2 separate regions of the Gasterosteus aculeatus genome follow, and region 1 is linked to region 2. The links are chromatin contacts, called in public Hi-C maps. All regions are on one chromosome and are shown on one strand. The core of a region is the stretch at or near the end of the contact, and the rest is flanking DNA. Distances in the headings are between cores, read along the strand shown.

The links. Hi-C and Micro-C count contacts between places; a contact is called where the count stands out from the background.
Region 1: a contact with region 2 is called in a Hi-C map of skeletal muscle, with 2.5 times the contacts expected there. The contact joins the promoter of strbp here to the enhancer-like site in region 2. A contact is called at or near these places in 4 of 6 Hi-C or Micro-C datasets (skeletal muscle, tail fin and whole body).

What each region holds. Positions count from the first base shown.
Region 1 is chr14:8,990,148-8,993,259 of fGasAcu3.hap1.1, forward strand. It overlaps strbp (spermatid perinuclear RNA binding protein), which reads right to left and starts at 1,363. Exons shown (of 19, transcript XM_040198367.2): 1 at 1,286-1,363.
Region 2 is chr14:8,926,061-8,929,312 of fGasAcu3.hap1.1, forward strand. rabgap1 (RAB GTPase activating protein 1) reads left to right here. Exons shown (of 27, transcript XM_040198332.2): 27 at 1-285. Among protein-coding and RNA genes, the nearest start is that of LOC144388216, 3.9 kb to the left of the region's middle. Within about 2 kb of position 1,836, at least 4 of the 9 cell types and tissues checked have open chromatin away from gene starts, as enhancers often do.

The DNA.
Region 1 (3,112 bases), core at 113-2,612, 64 kb after region 2:
GCGCATGTGCGAAGCGAGTCGATTCATTCCGCTGGAGTGCGGCTGTGAAAAGGCAGTAACAATGGCAGGAGGAAATGCGCTGCGTGTATTTCATTGTTTATTCATTCATCTTTCTTTTTTTTGTGTGAGGTAGCATTAGAAACGCGGGTGACAGTGAAATAAACAGCGGCGGATGCAGTAGAAAAGGGTTGTTGTTCACTTAGTTAATTTAATTGAATATAACTTGGACAACTATTGACTAATTTGTCATCAATTAGCCATCGTATGAACGTTTTATTTTACCTTAATCTCGATCAATCGTTAAATCGAGGCATTAATCTGTCAGACAATTGGGACAAATGGTCCTACAACTTCCCAGAGCGATTATTTAACAGTCCGAAGATTCCTGTTATAGACATGAGAATGATACAATTCTCACATTTCAAAAGCTCAAATCAGATAAAGAGTTTGTTCATATTACTTCATCCACGAGTTGGCTTAAAAGCTCGATTTAGTCATTTTCTCATGGTTGGCTAATCGATTTTTCGCATAATCCTCTCAGCATTAAATTAGATTCAATTGCTAAAATAAAAAGGGAACGCGCTGCCTTTCAATTAGACTGTAGCTGAAATTGGTCAAACTAAAAAAAAGGCTGTACATTTAAGTGGAAATGGGGACACATCCCGATTAGAAAGAGTCTATGAATATATGTTGACTCCCTCTCAAGTGAAGCATATTTCTCTCTCTCTCCAAATCCCAGACAGTCTTATAAATAATTCAGCAATAAAAACTCGCCTCTGCCTGCTTGCCTGGTTGCATGCAGCATCAAAAAGAAGCCCATCACCCCCCCCCCCCCCCCCCCCCCCCCCCCCCCCCCCACACACACACACACACACACACACCCTCCTGCAAGGCGTCAATCCACGCCGGCGTTACCAATTAAAACAAATCGCGGAGCAAAATAAAAAAGTTCAATCAACATTCTGGTTTCTCGCAAATGGCTGTGGCCGGTCAGCCAGATCAGCCGGGGATTACGGGGCTTCTGTCAACTATCAATAGCCTCCCGCGTCTGCAAGCGGCGGTTACAATGCGCAGACGGCGCGGAGCGACCGAGCACCGATGATGCGGTTTGTCCTGTCCGCGGATCGGAGGGGAGAGCAGAGATCTTCGACGACAAATTGAATCCAAGATACAGTGTCCCAGACCCCCCCAAACAATCCCACCCGAATCCCCATTCAAACCATCACGGCTGAGCCTCAGTGAAATAAACCAAAAGTGTAAAGCCAGGGGCGACAAAGCCATTTACCTGCGCGGGGCTTCCGTTCGGCTCGCCCGGTATTACTCTCTTCCCCCCCCCCCCCCACCCGCTCGCTCACTCGGGACTGCCGGACGGAGAATTTAGAAGGGATTTGTTCACGTGGTCGCGCTCCGCGATCCTAATTGGCGGAGCGACTCGAGCCCGCTGCTGGCACTCGCACCTGTGCGGAGAACGGTGCATCGGGGAGAGACCCAAGGGGGGAGGAGGGGGAGGAAGAGGGGGGTGACAAGGACCAAAGAAAGCAGATGCGTGCAGTTTAAATGCATAATCCCCCCCTGCGTGTGTCTGTAAGTGTAGGTGTGTTTGTGTGTGAGAGAGGGAAAGGAAGAGGGAAAATGCTATATGTAGTGCACTAAACAGTACTGCTGATTTATATTAAACACGTAGCATATGTATAGTCTCCATAAAATGAACGCAGTCGAACCAGAACACAGACTACAAAATCTGATTATTATTATTATTATCGTTTTGTTCTTTGCCTAAAACCCACTGCTTGTAAAGCATTGCTTTTTTCTAAAAGTCACTTTTTTGCATACAAATACAACTGACCCTTGACATTAAACACCTGGACACATGAGGCACTCTGAAGCATTTTTGAAGAATTTATAGGAAGGGTCAGGGCAGACCTGACGTCTGCAGCTACAGATCATATTCTGTGCATACATTATTGATCTCTTTTTTTTTTACCAGTTTGATGAAGCATAGGCCTACTTTGAAGCCAGTCTCAGATGAATCTTATGTATCTTCACAATAATCTCCACGGGTCTTCCTCAATAAACAACCCTCGAGCAGCAAGCTATAACATAGAGCAAATTGAGAAAAAGATTTGATAAGCATTCAAATTCTGCACAGTGACGTATCTGTAGATAAAGCCTGCCTTCACTGCAACATTAACAACACCACATCTGTCACACATCTGTCAATAGCATGGCAGACGGATAAGTACGCTACGCTAACACACCGCGCTGATTTTCTGCCGTTACTGTTGGCAACCTTTTGAGTCTTACTGTTCATTTTTCACCGTGCTTGTTGCCAGTATAATATCATCTCTCCCATGTGAAATATGCAAACAGTCAAATGCAGTTGATGGTATCGCAGCAAATTATGCCTCAAATAGCTTAGCATAACGGCCACACACACACTCATGCATATTTACACAGAGGTCTTGAGGTTAAGGCTTGTAAGCGAGGCAGGGGCAAACCTCGGAATATTATTTAGTCCTTACTGTATTCCCAATTTAACGCATGCACACATCCCCACAATACACACAAACGCAGCTATTTATCTACCTACTGAGGCCACGGCGCAGTCAATGGTGCAGAATATTTTTAGATTTCATGTGGGTTGCAGGTGCTGCTCTACTCAATCAGGTCGCGGCAAATAGAGCCGTGTTTTAACTGAAACATCCAATGCCCTTGAATCCTTCCAGCGAAGTCTTTGCCTTCCCGCATTTAGCGTTGATTTTTAAAGCAGGAGAGCAGATGCTGTGTTGGTTATGTCACTACTTGCACTGAATGCTCTCAGAATGACGAGGAAAGTGAGGATATCTACAATTTGTGGTATCTTCCCTTCTCCTGTGCACTCAGATTGCAGGCTTCTTCATTTGGTCCTGGTGGCTTAGACAGCGGCCTGCAGGCTGTTGGCAGTGATGCAGCTCTATGTTTCCCTCATACTCGGTTCTGGCCCAGATTAAAAGCACGCTAGGTTTATTTAGGGCAAAGGAGGGCATTTATAATTGAGGAGAAATCTGACACAGTTGCAGCATCAACTGTCGACAAAAAAATACTGCGGATCACGTCAGCTAATGTGTGTGTG
Region 2 (3,252 bases), core at 586-3,085:
TTAGAAATAAAAATGAATATTCCGTTATGATTTTCTACAGTGTAACTATAACTAACGTTGCCTACTTGTACCTACAAACCTGCTGTTGTGCTATTAATCCACAAGATTTGTTTTTAATGTTTATATTGCTCAAACTTCTCAGTCGGGCTGCTGTTTGGTTAATTAAATGCCAAAACGTAGCGTTATCATCCACCAACAAAAAACATTATCAACGTGTGGAAATTGTTATAGTGTAGGATACATTGTGTATACTTCATGAATTCCAATATAAAGATATCAACACAATACGTCTGCCTCTTGACTCCTCCTGCATTTTTAATGGAAGATCCTACACACAGTAGTTGGAGATGAAGAAGTTAAACTGAAAGTATGGTCATCGTAATACAAAGAACTGAATCACACCATAAAAAGGTCAGTGTTTGTTTGCCATGACTGGTTATAGATATTGTAATATAGAAGGCCAAGTTATGCAATAAAGAAGTCGGTGATTGAAAAAACTCAAATGTATACTCTATTGAAAAAAGGACCTAAAGACTTCTTGCAAAGTCAGTGTACTATGTCAAAAAAGTCCTGGTAATGTCAAATAAAAGCCAAATATAGCCTGTAAAAAAAGAAAGTCATAGTTGGCGTACAGCTTGTAAACAATTCATAGAAAAAATATGTCAAAGTTCTGGTTTAGTTTGTCAAAAAGTAATTATGTCAAAAAAGTTTGTGTTCAAAGACAATTCACACAGAACTAAAACCGTGGCACTAAAAAGCATCGCGGTTCGATACTCGATCGATCTGCGGGAGGCCAAATACAAACTGAATAAACCACCTGGTGCTTTGATGTTTCAGTCGCTTTGGTTTGAAAAGATTTGATCACAGCTGAAAGAACGAAAATGGTAAATAAATCCATTGTTTGAATATTGAATTTAGATGAAAAGGTCTGTGAGACAGCGTACAACTCAAACTAACTGCAGGCCGTACAGTAGCATTAAGTCTAAACATGATTTCATGCGTGCATTTCAGCACGAAAAAGAAAGAAAATAAATATATACCAAATGTTCTATCTCTCGTGCTCGGTAGTACGATCCTCTTTCTGCACGAGCTAAATCAACATGTTGGGATTCCTAACTCACAAATGGGAACCATTTCCATCCCCAGTTTCTGTTGGAAAGTAAAAAGCATTTTCTGTACTATTCAGGTCAAACACCTTCCCTCCATTAGAGCACTCAATGCGTTCAAGGCTCCAAATCTTTAAAAAGAGTTATATATTTAATAGTGCTTTGCAGTTTTATCCGTCTTCCGAGTTCAAAGCCGGCTTCTAAAAAATAAATCTATAAAGCCAAGCATGTTGTTTTTCTGCTGGTTTTCATGTTTCTGCTGAAAAGGATTGGAGGCTACGATTAAGGCTGCTATTGTTATAATAATGAGCGTTCTCTAACTCACCTCCTGGGAAAACCTTCACTGCACATCTGAGACAGTTTACAGCGTGAAAATAAAAGTTTCCTTCCGGTTAATTTTTGTCCGCCCCCTGCAAACCGCCTCCATCAGCTGCTCAAGCTGGATGCAAATCTCCTGGTATCTTACACTTTCATCTCAGTCGTCCTACTCACTCACGCACGGCTGCATTGTTCCCGTCTCTGGGATGAGCTATTTTCTGCCGTGGCCTGCGTGCACTCAATGAACAGGTTGCACTGGTTGCGCTGGAGGTCTCGCGTAGATCATCTGGAGTGTTTCTAACCCAGGAAGGGATCACCCGCCTCTCCTCCTCTTTCCGTCCTGCGTTACACAGCTATAAATACGACCGGCGAGGCAGCAACAGAGTAAAATGCAAAGGTGGAATGCTGATGGGACGGGACATACGAGTGTGTGTGTGTGTGTGTGTGTGTGTGTGTGTGTGTGTGTGTGTTAGATGACACACCCAACAACCTGCTGAACTCGGCGTTGCTCCTGACTGACAACGCACTGAACTCACGTACATATCGTGGGCATGATTTTATTTGAAGAAATATTAAACTGTTGTTAGACCGTATAGTTCTACAAAATGCCAGAGAAATAAAGCCTGTGAATTGAAATCTGAAATGCTGTTGAAACAAAGGTTGGAAGTAAACAATGATTTGTAAAACCAATCAGATAAAAACCTACATATAGACGACCTGTGAACCTTCAGGTTAACGCCTGATGTATTTATATGTTAATATTAATATCTGGATCATGCGTGGGACATTTGGGGGCTCAATGTGGCCTCGAAGGTGAAACCCTGAGTGTTGAATCAAACAAAGCTTCAGTGGTAAGTTAAATGTGGAGAGTTGAGAAAAATGACGAGAACCTTTTCTTTCACATTTAATTAAACTCATATATTTGTGTTTTCCCCCCATTTTTTAATCATGGGAAGTACACTGATTTTAGCACAAATAATAAATTCACATTATTCTGCCTGAACTGCCCTGGATTAATATAAATTTACCTCCAGTACGTCGCAATGAGGGACGATGTGTCCCAAGCAGCGCTCACAGGTCACAAACGTCACAAAGATGTTGTACATGCGGATATATTTCTAAAAGTAGTTGGCGGCGTTTTATTTTATCTGTGTTCACTTAGTAGATTCTGATTAGATGAGAGATTTTGAATCAAGACATTTGTGTTTCTGCATCGAGTGTTATGGGGCTTTTCCCACGGGAGACATTTGACCTCTTAATCAAATCACACGTGTTACCGACATGTGTGACGGCCGTGTTCTTTTCAAGACCCTGTGCGACATATCGGGAACCTGAAAAAGAATAAGCAAAACAGCGTTATCATTTGCCATAAATACATTATTATGTGTATTATTCTATTGACTCCACAGTGCTTTTCCTTCTGCAATAACACACCAAGCATATTCATTTAAACAATTTGTGTTAAATACAAGATGAAGCAATTGAAATAATATGTAACAATATACTTTATGTGATATTATGTCACGTAACGCTTTGCAGTGTTACGCTATGCTGCGTCCGTTTAGATGGTCACTCATTGTTTCCATTTGCTAATTAACAAACCCCAAAATCCAGGCATTTGGAGCCTACTTTTGCACAGTTAAAGAACTAATAACAGATATCTATACCAAGAAAAAGAGCTTAATAACCTGAAACTGTCTTGCACCGTTCTGCTCTTGAACTTCAGAGAAGGCCGAGCACAGTGAAGGATTTTAAACATCACACTGAATGGGCCTTGTGATGTGGCTCTGAACATTTTATAGATTGCTCTCTCTAAAGCACCGAATCC